2 separate regions of the Bos taurus genome follow, and region 1 is linked to region 2. A link is a contact called in public Hi-C data. All regions are on one chromosome and are shown on one strand. Each heading gives the region's core, a stretch centred on a gene start, on an enhancer-like site or on the middle of the called end of the contact. The rest is flanking DNA. Distances are from core to core; before and after follow the strand shown.

Region 1 (4,944 bases), core at 917-3,416, 180 kb before region 2:
AAACTCTCAAACCCAAGATCCATAATACTCAACTCCTTCGAAGAAAAAGTTCAGATTACTCCCCTATTATAATAGTTTAGTGCTTTAAAATAAAAACTATACTGCATAAGTCAACAGAATATCATAAAGACTAAAAACACAATAAATGAAATTGTTTGAAAGTTAAATATGCATTAAATACTAGTTTACAAATATATCTGAGAAAACTGCAATCGATTTCTCCTATTACAAATGGCTGTCTTAACTCCAAATTTAGTAATGCTGTCCACTTCAAATCTGGGGCCAGGATAATGAGACAAAGTCAAAGTAAAGTTGCCATCCCACTAAATCACTGCCTGCTTAAAACCTATGTTTCCTTTTTATTCCTAACTCAGATTATGATACCCAAGTCTCACCCCATGAACAGAAATTTAAGGAGTGAAATCCTAGAAGCAGTCTAACTTGAAACCAGGAAAATGATCCCAGAGTTATTAGATCAAACAATGCCAAACCATTTCCCAACTCTATGTGATCCTAACTTGGGTACAGAAAAATGATGATTACCTTCAGACTCAACAATTTGGTAAGCCCTGAAAATCAGAAGTCAAGTACCAAGGGACACATTTCAACTCCAGCTGAGAGCTGGAATGTTTACCTGGTTTACTCTCACATTAAAAGTTGGATGTCATTATCAATCAGGGACACAGTCACACAGCAGCCATCAACAGGACACACAGGCCACATCAGGCCACAGGTCACTTGGCATCCTTCACTGAACCACATCCTACTAAAGGCCTTACGGCCAACCCTCGACCTGGAGAACAGGACAATGGGCTGGCAGTCAAGAGAGTTAGATTCTTGCGGTTATAGATCCATTTTTAGATTTTTGACTGATTTGACTAGAGAAATCACATTTGAGAAAACGTGAAGAACTTTAGAAATACAGGTGGCAAACTTTTGAGTTATGCTTCACATATCTAGTCACTTTATTTGTTCAGTAACATAAAAACATATGATATGTAACTTGTTTTGCTCATAAAATCATTTCTGGACTTGTAAAATGATGGTCCAGGGGGACAATCAGCACTTTTCTTCAGGGTCTGCACGCATCTTAAAACCTCACTAAGCTCGTTTCTCTATCAGTATGTATTGATAAAACCGGAGTTCGCTTTGCTCCTTCTCTCCAAGACGAGCTAAAGCTAAATAAATACTGAACCAAAGTACTGTCAGCATTTCAGAAGCAATCTGCTACAGAAAAACATACAGTTCTTCTGCAATTCTTTTTAACACCTAAGTTGGAGATTCAGACCAAGCAAGTACTGGAAGTCAGATTCATTAAAGTCAGACTTTTTTGTTTGTATTTGAGCTTCTGGGCTGGGAAGTTGGTCTGTGTTTACATAAATCTAAGCTCTGAGCCATCATATAATGGAACTCTTCTGTAATGTCTCTCCTGCCCACTCTCTTTTTCAGAACTACCAACCGGAAAAGGTACCCTCTGCAAATCCTACAACGTATCCCCACTTGCAAAGACTTCACAACTTTTCGGCCGCCTGTGACTTTTACCACTCCTCTGGAGCTAATCACTTTTAATGACCACCGCCCCCCTCCCCCAGGAAGAATCACTCTACTCAGCCTTACACTTCGTCCCGGCAGCAACCGACTGAACCTTCCCCCCGCGTCTCCGGAGCCCTCGGCGCCCTTAAGACATCTTCACCAGTTTGTCCGCGGTCCCGACCCTGAGAGCCCCGACTCCTGCCTTCACGTCCCTGAGCTGCCCGCCCCCAAGCCCTTCTCAACTCCCAAACACGGCCGCAGCATCACCTGGCTCCCCGCTGTCCTACGCGTCCCGGCGCCGCCACACACCTCGCCCCTTTCACCCAGACCTTGCTCTCCGAATCCTAACCCCTCCCCGAGGCGGGGGCTGGCAAGGGCTCTTGGCAGCTGCAATGAGACTCCGGAGGCCGCGCGTCCCCCTCACCAGGCCCCGCCTGGGCCTCTCGGCGCGGCTGCCCTCCACGGCCCCCCTGCCCGAGCCGTGCTTACGCCGAACAGTAGGGCAGCACGAGCCCAGGACTCGGCACTTACTCGGGAAGGTAGGTGGAGGAGAAGGAGCTCCACTTGTGTAGCGCGTAGGGCAGAAGCCGGCACTCAGGCGCCGCAGCAACAGCCCCGCCAGCCGCCATCTTGTCAGCACCGAAGCAGCCGCCACCGACCGCCCGCCTAGCCGAGAGGAGGGAAGGGGCGTGGCCTGCACTTAAAGGGGCCGCGGCCCGCCTGGGCGATCAGCTCTCCGAGTCTCGCGTCGTGAGCGCTGCCTGAAGCAGTGAGATGCACGAGGGTTGGCTATTCACTCTGGGGGTCTCCGCCGCTGAACTCTCCTGAATGACTGACTGGAGGAAACTGGCCCTGGAGGGAGAGCACCTGAGGGGCTCTCCAGTGGGGCTTGTAAAGGAGTGGCTTAAATGACTTTTCTTGAAAGCAGAGGTAAGGGAAAGGCCAAAAATATTGTGAAAAGAAATAAATTGTAGTTGTGGGCCAGGATGGGAAAATGAGAAGAACTTGGAGAAGGGACCGCCAGTGAGACTGGAAACCACGGCTTACTGCAGTTTCTAAATTCTTTAAGGAAACGCATTGAAGGAAACCAGTGGCATAGCTAACGGCCCTTCCTTCTGGAGTTGTCCTGGTTTTAAATGTCTTGTCGCCTGGTCCACACAGTCGCATGGAGACAGGAAGAGGAAAGTCTCGAGTGTCCTCTCGCCCTGCTCAGTTTTCAGTGTGTGAGGCCCTTCGTGGTAAGCATCTATTGGGAGCCCGCTCAGACCCGTCTTGCGCAATCCGTTTGCTCAGTAATGACATTCACCCAGAGGCCAGAAAAACCCTGAAGGAGTCGGGAAGCTGGGTGTCGTCATTCTTCCAGCTGGTAAGTCTGCCTACATTAAGCTGACAGATACTTATTTAGCCCCCAAATTCTGAAAGAGCAAGAGACTGAGAGTTTCAAGAACATGACCACAGAGGGACTAACAGCCCGTATGCTCGGAATTCCGTATGGTCATTGTGTGTGTGCTTAGTCGCTCAGTCGTATCCGACTCTTTGCGACCCCATAGAGTCATAGACCCCATAGACCTCTCAGCCCGCCAGGCTCCTCTGTCCATGGGATTCTCCAGGCAGGAATACTGGAGTGCGTTGCCATCCCCTCCTCCAGGGGAATCTTCCCAACCCAGGAATCAAACCCAGGTCTCCCACATTGCAGGCAGATTCTTTAGCATCTGAGCCACCAGGCAAGCCCATGGGCATCACACCGGCTTCTTATCAAAAAAAGGAACACTTGACTTGAAATATCTAGCAGCTTTAGGTCATGTTCCCATCAAATACCTGTTGGTTTAGCGTTGGGCATATCTATTCCTTGTCTTAGCCACTTCAACACCAAGAACTCCTCTCTCCTCGTCTAAGAGGTTCTACTCCTGCTGCACAGCATCTTCGTTTCCACCTGACCTGACTGATGGAAAAACTCAAGCAAAGCAGTTTTTTTGTTTGTTTTTTTTGTTTTTTTTTTTTTGTTTTTTAGTGAATGACCGAGTTGAAACACCTTGGTACTCTCTTTGTATTCTTTTCCCATTATAATCCTTAATCTGCCCAAAGTGATTAAGTACCCGAGTGGGTTGCCATTTCCTTTTCCAATCTGCCCAAACTTCCCCAAATCCTTTCCTGACTTCCAGCTTCCACAGGGGAGAGCTTGGTAGTGGCCTCCACTAGCATCTCAGATGGAGAATACCGAATAGAAAGGCAACAGTATGTTAATCTTTAAAAAATCATATGTGTTCTGTGTGTTGCAGCATGTTAGAAAAGTATTTGGTTCTTGACATAATGCTATAACCCCAGAAATGAAATTGGGACTACAGAGACAGTGGAAGAGGCCAGAGAAGGTAAATTAGTTCCAAAGATGATTAGTGGTTATTTGGGCAGGGGGAGAGGGGGGGAGATACTTTTAAGAGGAAAAGGTTAAGATAAAGGTTAAGATAATAACTCAGTTCAATTAGTTTGGGACTCGGAATTAGTTTTGGACTCTTTTCAGTGACTTTCTATTCCCTTCGGGTAACGCTGAAAGTCCTTAGCATAGGCCTTTCATATCCTGCTTTGATTACCTGTCTAGTCTTCCCTCTCTCCTTTCTCCTTTGCACTCCTTACTCCAGCCACACTAAACTAACACACTGACTGAATTGGCGCCTATAATTCTGTGCTCTCTCTGGTCTCTAGGGCTTAGTCTAAGCCAAGCTTGGAATACTCTCCCCACGTTCTTCATCTTGCTAAATTCTGCTTGTTTTCCAGATTATTTCATTCTGGAAAATTGGTTGTCATCACCTGTTTTGGGGTTAGGTGCCATTTTTTTTTTTATATTTCTCTTGTCACCTTGAGCTTCCTTCCTTATTGTAGCAAACATCACAATACATTTTGATTTCCTCTTTATTTCTCATTCTCTCCTCCTAAACTATAATTCCCTTGAAGGTAGGATTCATGCATATTTTGTTCATAGATGTATCCTTAATCCTGTTAGTCTTGTGTATAGTGGGTGTTCAATAAATATTTATTGAAGAATGAATTAATTGTGCTAAAAAGGAATAAGAATGCCAGGGACTTCTCAAACTACAAAAATGTATCCCTGAGGTGTGATAGCCTCAGAGAATGTAAAGATCCAGGATAGCATGGCTTTCCTGCGCCACAGATTTCACAAATGGTACAATAATTTAAAGCATTCATATGTTAACAAAAATACAGATAGGGATGTTATGATTCTGAACCCAAAATTCATATAAATGTTAAAATGAAATAGAAGACTAAAGAAATTTCAAAATCTACGGAAGTCAGCCATAGTTCAGATCTCCTAAGGGTACGTATTTACCTCCTCTGCCTTTGGGGAATTGCCTTAGTTGATGGGGTTTATTGTAACGATACTGGGAAAGGCCTGGA
Region 2 (5,072 bases), core at 582-3,081:
CTGTGCTCTACAAATATACATGCGCATCGTTTTCCCCCTTGCGTCTCGCTCCGCAGGAAGGAAAGAGAAACGGATTAAAGCGGCAGCGGGTGTTCAGCCCCAAGGTAAGTTCTGGAGGGTGGGGAAAGCCGGCCCAGCAGGACTTCGGGATGGGAATTTTGTTCTCAGTTTGGACCTCTCGAGATGAAAAGAGGCATCCCCTCACTGCTGCGAGGCGGCGGGCTCGATGGTCCAGCAGAAACATTTCCACTGTGGACTCCGGTTATTTCCTCTTTCGCACGCCCCGCGGTCCCACCCTGGGACTCCCCGGGGGCCCCTCGCCTCCCCCTGGAAGGGCCCGCAGGTCCCAGCCGGGATGTTGGCGAGCCGGGCGAGGAAAGGTAGGGGTGGTGGCGTTAGCCGGGAATGCCGAGGCGATTTCGCCATGTTTGTGTTGCTAAGAGCACTTTTTTCCCCTTTGAGGTGGCTTGATGCCACATGGCTCCTCCGGAGCTGCTGCCGGGTTGAGAGAGTGTGTGTGTGTGTGTGTGTGTGTTTTTCAATGTCCGCATTCCAGCTAATGTTGCGCAGATAAAATTCAAACTTGAGGTAAACAGAAGAGGAGGAGGAGGAGGGGAGGGAGGGGGGAAGATTGTTTCCATTTCGAGATTCCACCTCTTCACTCCGCGGAGAGTCACATCCCGGAACCTCGAGAGTACTTGGTCCTGTCTTCCCCCCACCCCACCTCTGCTGACCACCAGAAATAAGGCGACGGGGGTGGGGGTGCTCACAGAGGACGCGGAGTCTGCGTTCTAAAGGGGAAAAACAGCACCCCCCGGCATCCAGGCCGTCGGCTACTTTCCTCGTTCCACCCGGAGGGACGGAGGATGCCCTGCTGCGCTCTCGAGTTGGGGGACCGGAGGATCGCGCTCTTGGGCGGGGCTGGGGGGGGGGGTGCCTGATCCCCGTCTCACTCCCTCTTACTTTAGGGAACCGGACGGCACCGCTCCCACCCTACCCCAGGCGCAGGTTCCAGAAGGCGAGCTGGGTGGGTCTCCAGGTTCCGAGAGGGTGGGTGGCGTAGCAGGTGTGTGGTGGGCATTTCTATTTTGTAAGTTGCATATGATGGGACGACGTGGGGAGTCTTAAAAGCGAGCGGATCGGCAGAGCTGCGTCTTTTTTTTTTTTTTTGCGACCAGGGAGAAAAATGAAGACAACCCCTCCCAACCCCGCTTTAAATACCTGATTCATCTCGAAGCTAGGCTGAAGGGGGAGTAGGGATGTGTAAGGGTGAAGATGAGGTTCGTCATGTGGAAAACTGGGCTTCTGACAGCTCATGGCCACCCTACCCTCCCTCCCGGGGCAGAAGATGGTTGTGGCGGGGGGGAGGTCCAAGACGGGCGATGTACCCCCTCCCCGGGGTAGGAGCAGCGCAGGGTCCCGAAGTGCGGGAGGGTCCTCAGCCCGGTCGCTGGGGAGTACGGGGGGCCGGGAGGAGGCGGCCACGTGAGGAGGGTCTGCGGAAGCGCCGGAGCCTAGAGCTGGGGGGTGAAGTGCGTAGCAGAGTCGTGACGGGGGCTGACACGAAGCAGCCGTGGGCGGCGCGCTGAGGAGGAGCGGAGACTCGCGCGGGCCCGGGGCCCCAGCTCCGTGGCGACGCGGCTTTATTCCGAGCGGCTGCCCGAGCCTCCCACGCCAGCGCCGACGTCCGGGCCGCGGGTGGGTGCGCACGCCAGGGCCCTTTCCCGAGAGACCGTTTCCGGGCGGGGCCCCCGGCCCGGAGCGAGGGCTGTAAACAGGGTGGTGCCCTCTGCCCTCCCGCCCCCGGCCGGTTGGGGCGCGCGGCCTTGGCGGCGCTCTGGGCAGCGGAGGCGCGGTAGCGGCAGCGGGGGCGCGCCCGCCGCCCCCGCGCGCTCCCCGCCGCCAGGCCGGCCGGCCGGCCCTCTCTGTTTTTGTTTTGATGGAGCCCGCGTGCAGCTGGCGCGTGTCGAGTCACGTGCCGGGGGCGGGAGGGGGGCTGGGGCGCGGTGACGCACGCGTCCGGAGGGCCGGGCGCCCGAGGGGTGCTGTCGCCGAAGGGGCGAGGGGGCGTGTGCCCTGGACAGATCCCGACCGCGCTGGGTGTCCAGGCCCCACCTGGTGGAGTTCGTGGGAGTTGGTTCTCGTGAGCGGTGTGCGGGCGTGGGTGTAAATCCCACCGCACTTTTGAGTTCGTCGTCGCAGCATCCAGGCGAGCCTGCTCTATCCGGGCTGGGGGCCCGCCTGCGCTGTTTCAGTTGGAAATCAACAGACTCTGCAGGCGTGAGTCTCTGTGGGCATATAGAGACCTATCTGTGGCTCTTAATCCAGACTGCACGTCGTAAGTAACTGGACCGGCTTAGAAAGAATTCTGATGCCCGGCTCAATCCTAGACCAGTTGAACCCAAATCCAAATAGGGCTGAACGTATGTGTGTGTGCGCGCGCGCGCGCGCGCGCGTGTGTGTGTGTGTGTGTGTTTAAACCTCCGTAAGTGTTTTTAATAACCGAGGAAGGTTGAGAGTTTACAGAACTAGCTGGCTGGAATAGATAGCTGTGAAACCAACAGGTGTTGATCTGTCAGTAGATGCTGGTAGCTATATGCTGGCATGCCCTGACATTCTTGATGAAACATTGTTACCCCCATTTTATAGGTGACAGAGTGGAAGCTCAGGAGGTTGAGTAAGAGTTGGTCAGTGACGATCCATATCTAGAACCCAAGCAAGCTGATTTAAAAACCCAGTCTTTCAGTTATTACGTATGTTACTTTGGAAATCTACCTTTACCTAAATGCATGTGTTTGTGCGAATAGGAATAGTTCTGTGTTTGCCTAAGGATCAGCCAATTTATATATGTGTGTGTGTGTATGTATATATATATATATATATATATATATGTATGTATGTATAGGAGAAGGCAATGGCACCCCACTCCAGTACTCTTGCCTGGAAAATCCCATGGATGGAGGAGCCTAGTAGGCTGCAGTCCATGGGGTCGCTAAGAGTCAGACAGGACTGAGCGACTTCCCTTTCACTTTTCACTTTCATGCATTGGAGAAGGAAATGGCAACCCACTCCAGTGTTCTTGCCTGGAGAATCCCAGGGACGGGGGAGCCTGGTGGGCTGCCATCTATGGGGTTGCAGAGAGTCGGACACGACTGAAGTGACTTAGCATATATATATATATATATGTATGTATATATATGTGCAAATTTTTGCTTGTATGAAAGGGAGAAGAATCACCTGGTGAATTCGTTGAGACCTATATAGGCTACTAACATTTTCCCTAAGTTTCTTTGAAGAAGGGATCCCAGTAATTTGGAGAGAACTGATTCCATGGAAGTTGTTTTGAGACTTGAACATACGTGTAAGGTGAAGAGTCTAGAAGATGCAGATAATTCCCCAGGATTTACACAAGCATTCACAGAAGTCCTTTAGGTTGCTAGACACGATATAATTTTGTTGGTCATTGGCTGCTTGTAGCAGAATGTGCAAGGTGGTTAGTATACGGAGTAGCAGAAGTTTTGCCCTGAAAATTTAGGAGGAAAAAAAAAAAAACACAGCTACTCTGGTCTGGAGTACAGAAGTGTTGTTTCTGTATCCTCTTCTCTCTCTCATTTATTTCATTTTCTTCTGTCGGATAAACTCTTAGTGGGAATATTTAGATGTGGAAGTAATCTATTTGTTTTGAAAATGTGTTCCTTGATACATTCTCTAAGGATATTAGAAATAAAACTCACAGGCAATAGAGGTTTTATCCTTAAAAACAGAGGGTTCTAATTACAATGTTTTTGTGACAAATACACATTTGTTAGTGGTACTGCGTCACAAAGAAATGTCTTTGTATTCCTACTAATGATTGCTTTCTAATACTGTTAGCTGTATGGCAGATGTAGGCAAATTACTTACCAAGTTTCGAAGACTGGTTTTCATGTGGCTTGCAGTTTTGGTTAGGGAAGCTTATAGACAGACATAACCACTAGGGCAAGCCTGATATAACTGAGTATAAGCTATTTTTGGCATGGAAATAGCTCTCTAACCCCATCTCCCTCCCTCCCTTGTCATCCTCATCCTTGTTGACCACCAAAGATACTTTAATCCAGCATTGTCAAACCACTTGTGGTTCCTGTGGACAGCTCTGCCTTCTGCTTCTAGGGTACCTCCTTTAGGACATTGCTCTTAATTTCTCATGAAAGTGAAAATATTAGTCACTCAGTCATTTCTGACTCTTTTCGACCCCCTGAACTGGGGCCTGCCAGGCTCTTCTGTTCATGGAATTTTCCAGGCAAGAATAGGGGAGTGGGTAGCCATTCCCTTCTCCAGGGGACTTTTCTGACCCAGAGATCGAACGCAGGGCTCCCACATTGCAGACAGATTCTTTATTGTCTGAGTCACCAGGGAAGCCCCAGTTTTTTCCTGAAAGGTGTTTGGAAACATCCTGCTGTGTCACCTCCATTCCTTGCACAGATGTGTCTCAGTGCATTTTTTCACAACATATATTGTTTTTGTTTATATGTTGGACACCTCTACTAAATTGACCTGATAAAAGGTTGAAATGGTGGTGATTTGTGTACTACTGGCACACTGCAGGCACCCACGTTTATTACGTCAGTCTAAATTGAATTTGAGTTGCATTATTTGGGTTGATCACTCATCTTCATTCTTTACTGTCCTCACTTCTGCTGCTAAGCTGAAACCATGCATCTTTGAACAGAGAATACAGGGTACCACCAACATATTCCAGTAAAAGGAGTAGGAAGGACAGGACTAAATGTACTCAGCTTTTCACTTGTTTCCCAATTTCATTCTCAATTTACCAAGTGTTTACTTGTGAGCTCTGGGAGAGATGTTCAATATTACCATTTTTCGACTTACTTAGGAAGGAAGAAATGGCACTATATTATTGATGAACAAACTTCTGTGTATCGTAGCTGAGTACAGATACATCATCACATTTCATTACACTGTAACTTTCAGATTTAATATTACAGAGGTGTTTGTAGAGTAGCACTGTCCCATAGAGCTTTCTGGAATGATAGGAATGATTTATAATGATATATTTATGATGACTTAGAAGT

What was found. Hi-C and Micro-C count contacts between places; a contact is called where the count stands out from the background.
Region 1: a contact with region 2 is called in a Hi-C map of skeletal muscle, with 4 times the contacts expected there. The contact joins the promoter of MKLN1 here to the enhancer-like site in region 2. A contact is called at or near these places in 3 of 11 Hi-C or Micro-C datasets (skeletal muscle, skin fibroblasts and an unstated tissue).

Annotation. Positions count from the first base shown.
Region 1 is chr4:95,023,214-95,028,157 of ARS-UCD2.0, reverse strand. It overlaps MKLN1 (muskelin 1), which reads right to left and starts at 2,166. Exons shown (of 18, transcript NM_001097999.1): 1 at 2,065-2,166. The coding sequence starts at 2,162. It overlaps LOC112446481 (a long non-coding RNA gene), which reads left to right and starts at 2,259. Exons shown (of 8, transcript XR_009494367.1): 1 at 2,259-2,899; 2 at 3,392-4,944.
Region 2 is chr4:94,842,695-94,847,766 of ARS-UCD2.0, reverse strand. It overlaps LOC107131356 (a long non-coding RNA gene), which reads left to right. Exons shown (of 11, transcript XR_009494353.1): 2 at 1-5,072. Among named protein-coding and RNA genes, the nearest start is that of MKLN1, 180 kb to the left of the region's middle. Within about 2 kb of position 1,831, at least 47 of the 102 cell types and tissues checked have an H3K27ac peak or open chromatin away from gene starts, as enhancers often do. A contact at or near this core is called in skeletal muscle, where this site is marked.